Regions from separate parts of the Mus musculus genome. Here region 1 is linked to region 2. The links are chromatin contacts, called in public Hi-C maps. All regions are on one chromosome and are shown on one strand. Each heading gives the region's core, a stretch centred on a gene start, on an enhancer-like site or on the middle of the called end of the contact. The rest is flanking DNA. Distances are from core to core; before and after follow the strand shown.

What was found. A called contact is a pair of places that touch in the nucleus more often than the background predicts.
Region 1: a contact with region 2 is called in a Hi-C map of nephron progenitors, with 4 times the contacts expected there. The contact joins two enhancer-like sites. A contact is called at or near these places in 2 of 15 datasets of contacts at CTCF or cohesin (embryonic stem cells and pro-B cells), 8 of 484 Hi-C or Micro-C datasets (Sertoli cells, bone marrow-derived macrophages, double positive thymocytes and 4 more) and 1 of 9 other capture datasets (embryonic tail).

Annotation. Positions count from the first base shown.
Region 1 is chr7:83,088,264-83,092,984 of GRCm38.p6, reverse strand. No RefSeq gene overlaps it. Among named protein-coding and RNA genes, the nearest start is that of Gm36817, 53 kb to the right of the region's middle. Within about 2 kb of position 3,169, at least 57 of the 459 cell types and tissues checked have an H3K27ac peak or open chromatin away from gene starts, as enhancers often do. A contact at or near this core is called in embryonic tail and nephron progenitors, where this site is marked.
Region 2 is chr7:82,714,852-82,719,851 of GRCm38.p6, reverse strand. All of the region lies in intron 15 of Efl1 (elongation factor like GTPase 1), which reads right to left. Among named protein-coding and RNA genes, the nearest start is that of 4933406J10Rik, 38 kb to the left of the region's middle. RefSeq lists an enhancer at 2,760-5,000. Within about 2 kb of position 3,206, at least 45 of the 459 cell types and tissues checked have an H3K27ac peak or open chromatin away from gene starts, as enhancers often do. A contact at or near this core is called in embryonic tail and nephron progenitors, where this site is marked.

The sequences.
Region 1 (4,721 bases), core at 1,920-4,419, 370 kb before region 2:
AGCTGGCCAGATTCACTGTTGTTCTAATCTTTACTCTGAGTTGATATAATATGGTGTTTTATGTATGATTCCATCCTGTCTCATATAGGAGAGACCATGATGCCATGTTTGAGCGCATTATGGTTCTAAAACATGAGAGGGAAATAGCCAATTATGTCTCCATGTGCAATGGCAGGGTGAGCATTTGCTATCCGGCTAAGAGTTAATCAAGATGGAAAAGACCAGTAATTTCCCCCCACAAAGGACAGAAGCACACAGCCCACGTAAATTAGGAGTTGTTTGTGTGGAGGCTGTAGAAGCTTGGTAATTATTTTAGAAGTAAATAACTGTGTTTAAAGTAAAGTGTTCTGTTGATGGGGGGGCAAAAGACAGAGAGTAAGACAATAAAATAGAAAAAAAAATGTCTCTAGAATTTTGATATAGTATTTATACTTTCAATGGGATCGGGGTTTGAGAGCAAAATTGTTCTAGCCCCTAGATGAAACATGTTTGCAGTGGGGAAACAGTGAGTCAGACCCAAACAGGTGAACAGGGGGACAGGAAGACAGGAGCAAGTTGCACCAACAGCAGAAGATCTCGCTGAGTTGAAGTTCCAGGGACAGTCGGGGAGTCTCTGCTTATCATCTTGGACACCAGTCTTTGACACAGCTATCAGATGGTAGGTTGGTGTAGGGCCATGCCATCACAGTGCTAGGTATCCATCACTCTGGGTGGTCCGGGTGACAGTCACATCCATCGAATGGTCAGCTGTGCCTGATAAGTCACTCTGCCTAGTTTCCCTGGTATGATTTTAATACACTCACGAACTTCCATACTCTCAGTTCAGCCTCAGATAAAGTTAGAGGGTGGCTCCCTCTTTTACTCCCAGGCATACATCATTGTCTGTCTGTGTTTGCTGAGTAGCTCCTGACAGACGATGCAGTTTCTGAGTCCACCCTGGAGCTATAACCATCACTCTCCCTCAACACTGAATCAAAAGCTGCTTGAAAATGAAGTCTCCTAAGGCAAGGCCCAGCCTGAGAAATCACTGTTTTATGCATACCCTGATCTCCACAGTCATGCTGGCAATAAGTAAGGGCTCGGTCACTTATTTTCTCAGGCTTTTGTATAACTACTATTCACACTGCAGGGCTAGAAAGTGGAAAGACAGATGACCTGGGAGAGGTTGTAGAAACAGTGGGAGACAAGTCTGGGCATGACCAGACACCTCCATGGCATGTCTTATAATCCGTGTTTCCGTAAGACAAGAGTAAGGGCTCTAAAGGTTTGAATCTAGCCTGTGGCGTGGACGTGGCGGCAGGGGTTGCATGAAAATGAGGCGATCTCTTTATGAAATAGCTTCTTAGAGCCTTCACCATACTCTCTGTGCATCTCCAAGGCAGATGATAAAGTGCACCTTCTACCAACTATGTGATGAAGGGGTCCTTTCTTCTTCACGGAATATCTCAAAAGACTAAATCCCTAATACATACTTCTTGGAAGTGCAGGCGAAAGCTGAGAGATGCCATTGCACACCCCACATGGAAGGATTAACCCTCATCCCCTCCCTTCCCTGCCCAGGTACACCTGAGACAGTGTTCGCTTCCCTCTACCATGACCGGGAGACTCCTAAAGTCAGAGCCGCTTCTGATTTATTTTAATAATCTCTGCATTAGCAAGCCAGAACACCTTGCATTCAGTAGACACCCATGTGTTTGATGAAGAAGAAAATGATCACATCTAACCCATTTCCATGTAAGAGCAACAAAGATCCATTAAGAGCAACAAAGATTGGTTATCTGTCCTACCCACCCCCCTTCCCCAATGAAAATCTCGAGCATTCTTTTTGGGTTGTTTTGATGGTGGTGTGGAAAACCAGACAAGGCCTGGATCTCCCATGAGAGTCAGTTTGTTAAAAGTAGAAAGGGCAGAGAGAAAGAGGAAAGAAGTCTTAGAATAGGGCAGCTTTTATGACGGAAAGGGACATCCATTTCCCATGCTATCGAGACAAACAAATGAAAAATAAAACCAAATGGTGACCAGGTAGTGGAGATCCTAGAACTCACCACAGTAATGGCATGAATGTAAAATGGCACAACCAAAGGAGACACGAGAGTGGTAGAAAACAATCAAAATGACAACTTCCAAAAGACCAACAACACAGTCACCACAGCAGCCAGCGAAGCCACTTCCCCACATGCACTCTAAAGAATGAAAACAGTGTATGGGAGCCATGTCTATACACCATAGTCCTCACATCATTCATAGTAGCCAGCAGACAGAGGGGACCTGGGGACCTACTGAAGTATGGTGGCTGGAAAAAGCATGGTCTACACAGTCAATGAAACATTGGTCAGCCTGGGGACAAGAGGAAATGTTGACACAAGTTACAACACAGATGAAACCCCAGGGACAGGACACTGAAAAAAAAAAGCCAAGCAAAGAGAAAAAGCATGCACAGTTCCATATGTACAAGGTGCCTAGAGTGGTCAGCTCCAAGCATCAGACAACAGTGTGTGATCTCCACTATCTTCCACTATCTTCCAGGGATGGGGAACAAAGTATCATTGTTGTTTCACGGATATATAATTTCAGTACTTCAAGAGGAAAAAGCGGCTGGGTGTTAGTTACATAATATCACTGAACTGTGCATTTAAAACGGACTGATGCTAAATTTTCTGCTATGCATATTTTATCACAAATTCTAAAAAAGAGGAATGTTAAAGACATACTAGCTAGAGCCCAGCACCTTACTTATTGATGTTTCATTTTATTTGCATGTGTTTTTGGGGGGGGGAGGTGTTCCAGTGCATGTGCAGAGGCAGAGGACAAGTTGCAGGAGTTAGTTCTCGCTTCTATCCCTTGAGTGCTGAGGACAGAATTCAGGTCATTAGGCTTAAACAGTTTTACCTGGGAGCCCTGCATCTGACACACGGAGAAGCAGAGACTTAAGGACGCATCACAAAGGTGTCAATCCTCGGGGGTTCAAGTGCTATCAAGGCTAGAAGTGCAAACTGTCATTTATTAGTGACATCATGAAGTTTTTCTAAGGAAATGCCAATTGCTTATTAGATTGTCCACCTACTTGGAAATAAAATGGGACTAAGGGCATTTGAGCTGTCACTCCTGAGCTCCCTGGCCACACCCCCGTCTTACATCATCTGCTGCTCTGTGGAACTTCCTATCCAGCTGGTGCCTAGGCCCTCTGGTAGGGAAGAACTCCATAAATGTCCAGTTCTGAATGCATCAGTCTGTACCAGACCCACAAAGGATGACGCTCACAGCAGAGAAACTGCAATTTCCGTTTCTTGCCTGTTTGCTGGATCCATTTCCAGCAGTCTTGGTGAGAGCTGAAATCAAAACCCTGACTTTTATCCAAATCTAGGATAAATCGGCAGCAACTGCTGACGTCCCCCGCCAAGGTGCAAGGCTGCAGTCCTGAAATGTGAGGAGGAACAAAGGCCAGGAGGCTGGAATGGCTCGCCACTGTCTGAAATATCTTGTTACCGTTCCATGGAGTCCCCTGTGTGCTGATTGGGAGGAACCTCCACCAGGGGCAGGGAGCAGCCAGGGGGAATTCAGCAGCTAAACAAGGGGAGGAAGGGGGGCCTCACTAGTTCTCTCAAAGTTCTCCTGAGGTCAAGGGGATTTGCCTGTAGGCAGGAATGTCTGCTGAGAACAAATCTGGCCACAGGTGGAGTTCCCACTGTTCTCTAGAAAATGGGAAGTCTGAGCCAGCTCTGTGTGAGTTACCAGGGGAGCTCCATGCCTACCTCTGTCTGCTGGCTCTGCACTCCTGCCTTCTGGACAATTGACTGATAAGATTTTAAGCTGAAAGAAGGGACCCTGTGTGTGTGTGTGTGTGTGTGTGTGTGTGTGTGTGTGTGTGTGTGTGTGTGTGTGTGTTTGAGTGTGTGTGTATGTGTCACATGCATGTGAAGGCGCTTGTGCATGTTCGTTCACAGGTATGTGAATTCATATACATCAGGAGACTACATAAGGACAGCAGGACAGCATGTGTCCAGCTCTAGTACTCTCTCTCTTACTCCCTCAAGACAGTCTCTCACAGAATCTCAACCTTGCCAATTTTTGGGTAGGCTAGACTGACTGGCCACGGCACCCCTGTCAGGAAACCTCCTGTTTTGACAAGTCTCCCCTCGAGCACTGAAGTTACAGGCATATACAGTCATGCCTAGATTTTACATGAAAGGTGGGGATCTGAACCCAGGCACTTGTGTCCGCACAGCCATCTTATCCACTGCACCATTTTCTCAGCTACTGATATCTCTCAGTAAAATTCATTTTTACTCGTCCAGTTCTCATACCTAAGTGAGCAGTGGAAGATACAACAAAAGGAGTTGCACCACTGGAAAGACACGAAGCTCAAGAAATCCCTGTGAAGGTCTTAAAGGACAAAGGCAGCCTTTTCATTCTGCCCAGTGCCCTGTCATGGGCACATTTGTGTTCCCTTCACACTTGACTAGAAGCCACTGGCCTTGAAGATGATAGTCAAGTTACTTGCAGCTGAGAAAGGTTACAATAGCCACACAATAGCATTAGTTTGTGAGGGCATCGGGGATAGAAGCCTTCTGAGACTCCCCCAGACATCTTGTTTGCAATGTGAGCTGTCTGCACGAAGCACTGTGGCTGCTAGGATGCAAACACACAGTGCAAGCAGGCAGGAGCCCTCTCCCGGGACAGCTGTCGTGCACACATCCATCCAGGTTAACAATAAGACATTC
Region 2 (5,000 bases), core at 1,957-4,456:
AATGCATCGAACACCATTTTCATAAAACAAAGGAAAACGGGGGAGTATGTGTTGGCCTGCCACGCACTTTATGCCAGAGAAGTAGCTACAGAGATGAGGAGACTTAATTTTACTTAATGAATCTAATCTAAAAACAAAAACAAAAACAAAAACCTTTGTGTGTGAGTGTGGGCATGTGCACGTCACAGTGCATATTCAGAGAACGGATGCTGGAGTCCATGTTGCTTCAGAGGGTCTCAGGATTGCCACTGTGTATGGTGTGTTAGGCTAGGTTCCCTGCAAGCTTCCGGGATTGTCCTGTTGCCAGTTCTCATCTCAGCACTTGGTGCTGGGTTTCCAGATGCACCAACTGCACCCGGCTTCACATGGGCTCTCAGCCTGAACGCAAGCCCTCTAGTGTCCATAGCAAGCACCTGACCCAAGGAGACATCACCACTGACATCACCACTTTAACATTTCTACTGTTGGGATTTGTGTGACAAGCATGTATTATTTGTTTTGCCAGTGAAATAAAAAATAAAAGTATATTAGCTAAACCTGTTAACAAATAATTGATAATAATTTAAAAACAAGACCCTCAAATGATATATTTTTCAAGGGAAGCAAAAGTGAAGAGAGCTGGGGATTGTATTGAGGTTGGGTTACACTTGACCTCCAATAGCATCCTCCTAAAGAGGAAGCGTAGTGAATTCAATAATAAAATATACTATTTTATATTTATATACTCAGCCTAGCAGGTGACGTCAGAGGACAGGTAGTGCGGAACGGTGTCCTAGTGGTGTCCTCGAGGTTTAAAATGTACAGGATCTCTGGATCTAGTGTGCCTTATATACCTCAACTGCAATCCCATACTTTGAACACAGCCAAACAAATGGCATTTTCTCATCATCAAGGTGTGTACCGCTGAGAGCCTGACGCTTTATTACATTTAGCAACAGTTAACTTGTCCTTATTTCCCCTAACCTGGAGGCACTTGGCTGGTATGAATTCTGGCCAAGTAAAAAGAGTTCTTTTTATCAGGGACTGCAAATGGCCTATCAGAGTACAGACCAGATTCTGTAACTCATACTCTACAAAAGGTCACTCTTTGCTCCTTGGGCGCATACCTGACTGATGGCTACCGGATACACCTGCCTGTCTGTAATTATACCGCTTCAAATAAGGACCACAGACTTGTTGAGAAATGCACACTCCTCAGTCAGCTAACCCTCACAAAGTCAGCAACTTCAGCAACTCTTCGCACTCCTCTCAAACTATTATCTAGTTTGTCCTCTCCCATATAATTCAAGGTCTTCTCTTTCTAGCTCTGGGACACACTGTTGGTACCTCACAGCTCGTGGCCACAGCAGCCAAGCCAGGGTGTCCCCAGCCTTCCTCTGCTTGGCACTTAGAAGCTGAATGGCCCGAGAGTAGACCTTCAACTAGGGGTCCAGCATGCTCAAGTGAGGTTGCTAGGGAAGCAAACAAGCTAAACGGATTCTTTTCTATGTGTCGGCTCAGTCAGGAGCACTGGGCAGACTGGATCCTCAGGCCAAGCTCAGTCCAGATCCCTTCCCTGCAAGGTTCCTATACAGTTCATATAGGAGAACAAACTTCAATCTTTCAAAGCCAAAGTACTTCTTAAGACCCATTCCGTAAGTTCTTGATCAGTACCTTTTGGCATAGAGACAAAAAGAATTAAGTGTCAGTCTCTAAGAATTTATGAAGTCGACATTTTAAATTGAAACATGAAGGACAACATTTTAATATGGGCTTATATTTAAAGGATGGTTTGAAATACAAAAGAAAAATAACTATGAATACAAATAAAAATTGAAAATGCCTTCTAAAAACTAAGACAAAATGGGCTTGAGTCGTCAAAACTAAGTAAGAGGAAGATGGCTCAGTGGGTAAGGGGACATGTTGATCTTTTTAAAATCAAGGGCTGGGGAAGGGGGTTCAAATGCTCCGCTTCCTCTGCAAATTCCCACACCCTGATTTCAGAATCTAAAAATTAACACAGCACACTGAAGAAAATGGAAACCAAGATACACAAAATTATCACATACATGCAAAGAACAGTTATACAGATCTGCTACATGTCAAAATTTTAATTTGGCAATGATTCTGTGGGTCTTAGAATAATTTTTACATAATTTAGAATTCCACATCTGCAGCTTCACATTACTTCTGAATTTGCTACAATCACTTTCTACCTTTTGGATTTTTTTTTATATATATATAAGATTCCATGGCATTGGCTTGGATGGCCTACAGCTCACTATACAGACCAGGCTGGCCTCAAACATGCGGCAGTTCTCATGCCTGAGCCTCCTGTATGCTGGGACGACAGGTGTGAGCCACCATGCTTGGCTGCTTGTTTGCATTAAAAGACACTTTTATATTATGGAGTAAAGTTAACATACTTCATGCCAGTTATACTCCTGTTTAGAGTAAAGGTTGTATTTCCAGTCTGTCACCCCAAAACAAACCTGGAGATGCATCAAAAATATACACAAATGTGGCTTTAAAATACAGAACTCAAAGCTAGAAAACACAGTTTCTCTAAAGAGTAATTTTTGAAAGGACTGAGGAAGTCCAAGTTACACTACTTGCAAACAAAGATGTTTAAGGCTGGGAACAGTATTGGGATACCTTGTGCCTAGTCAAATTGTGTATGTGTACTTGTGCATGTGTACATGCATGTGTTCAGTGTATGTAAAACATACATGCAAGCAGTACATACAAACACACACCCAGCCTCACTACCCACATGAGCTTCAGCACTGCTTTCCTGGAGGTGGCTGATAAAGGATGGACATAATAGTGAAGTTTGTGGGGAAAGCAAACCTTTTTGTCCATTTCTTCTTTACAAATAATTAATGCATCATCAGTGAAGTTTATTGTGACGCTTAATGAAATGAAACAAAAGTTGTTCACTGTACACCCAAAACAGAATGCTAAATAAATGCTGGAGAGATGTGGTCAGAGATAGGGCTGAAGTACAATCGGAATATCAGTTAACAAAGGACATGTAAATAAGAAACTACATAAATCACTAGTGAAAAGTTAGTAGTTATTTTTGAAAAATTCAAGGCTTGTGGCTTTAAAATAAGAAACAATCATGCGATAAACCAACTAGAATTGTTGCCGCTGTGGAGACCTAAAAGGAGCCGTTCCTGTTTCCACCCTGGCCTAGCCCTAGGGAGCAGCGTTTACTTTTGATTTTCAAGGCATATCTGATTTCTTCCAGCCATTACAGAGGCAAAGAATGAAGTGGATTTAGATGCAGCAGTGGAGGAGAACAACTTTGACTTCATCTCTGCACTTGAATCAACAGACCCAAATCCTCTGAAATGCGGTCACCAGTGCAATTATGTGCTGGCCTCCTGCACACTAACAGACAGTCATCTGGAAAGCATAAAACAAACCCAGCGACACTGTGCTCCCAATTGCACAGGAGACCGGGAATTAGCAATGTGTTACATTCTACCCCCTGAGCAGCACACAGTTTTACAAAGCCCTTTCCTACCAGAAACAACTGAGGGAGTCATAATTCATTTCCCTCAATGAAGAGGAAACCAAAGGGAAAGAGAACAGACCACTAAAACCATTCCTTCAAGAGAGGGGCGGAGGGATGGCACCAAAGAGATTTAAGTGGCTGCTTTGAAATCATTCTTCAGATTGAGACAGCAAGCTACTCTAGTCTCAGCTTTTCTAAATGACACAGTTGTTTTTTTCCCCCTCTTTTAAAGATTTAATTTTATTTTTTGACTGTCATCCATGCCTCTAGTAATAAAATGTTTGTTTTCCATGTACGGCTGTGGGTTAGGTGAGGGAACTGTTTATAGAAATGACACTGAGGAATTCTGGAGTGTCTGGTAAAACCCGACTCTATCAGCACTCGATGCCATTCATCATAGCACAGCACACTTGCAAACAGGGACCACGTTTCCTCTGGTGAGTACCTGCATAGTACATACTCCTGCCAACCAAGTTCTTTGTTCTTTTCTGGTTTGATGAAAATTTGGAGAAGGCTGCCCCCTTGTGTTCTTTTTGGTGCAGCTGCACCTTACCAGCCAGGTCTGGAAGCATAGACCTTTTTTTTTTTTTTTTTTTTTTTTTGGTCCTAGTCAGAGCCACTGTAATGCGACCACTGCTGGGGGGGTTTTGGAGAAGAATCAGGAATTCTGACTGGGACAGCTGTTTTGGATTTCTCTGGAGGCTGAGCCACAAACGACTAGTTTTTATGTACCTAATCAGGGTAAGGACTGCCTTCTTAAAGCTCCAGATACAGCCGTTCTTGTCTGTCAAATGTCTGTCTGTGTGACACTGACCTGAAAGAGTCCACGCATACAGGGTACACTGCACAGAAGGTACTAAAACCACAGAGCAACCAAATAATAGGACAGCCCATCTAGGAGCGCAGGAAAAGGTGGGAGGCTTCGAGAGAACCCCGACTAATTCAGGCAGAGTTCAAAGTACAGCTGTTCTGAATCAAGACCCCTTCCCCTCACAGTTAGCCTGCTGAAGGCCCCCAGCTGGGATAAGCTGCAGTGTTTCTCTTAGCAGTTCCTCTATCAGCTGCTGAGGTGGGACCTACAAATAATTTGGAAGACTAAACACACAGAGTGAAGAATCCACTCTAGGGAGCAGTGTAGACCCACACAGTATGGTGAGCATAACATGAATGTATGTGAGCAGATGACTAGGTTAGAAAAGTTGTGGGACCGTGAAAGGCAGCCTGTTTTTTGGGCTAGGTTCAAACTCCGGAGACCCAACAGATTAATCTTTGAGGGATGGAAGCCCATTTGCCATGCTCCCAGGCAAAGGCTCCTGACATAGGCTGTCCAGGCTCTACCCTCACAGTTACCTGACAAGAGCCAGGTATGCTCCTTCCCACAGTTACTCTGCAACAGCAAAGTAGCCTAGCCCACTATAAAAGGCCCCTCCTCCCTCTACTGCTTCTCTTGTTTCTTTTCTCTCACCTCTTGCCCTCCTTCTCCTCCCCGCTTCTCCCC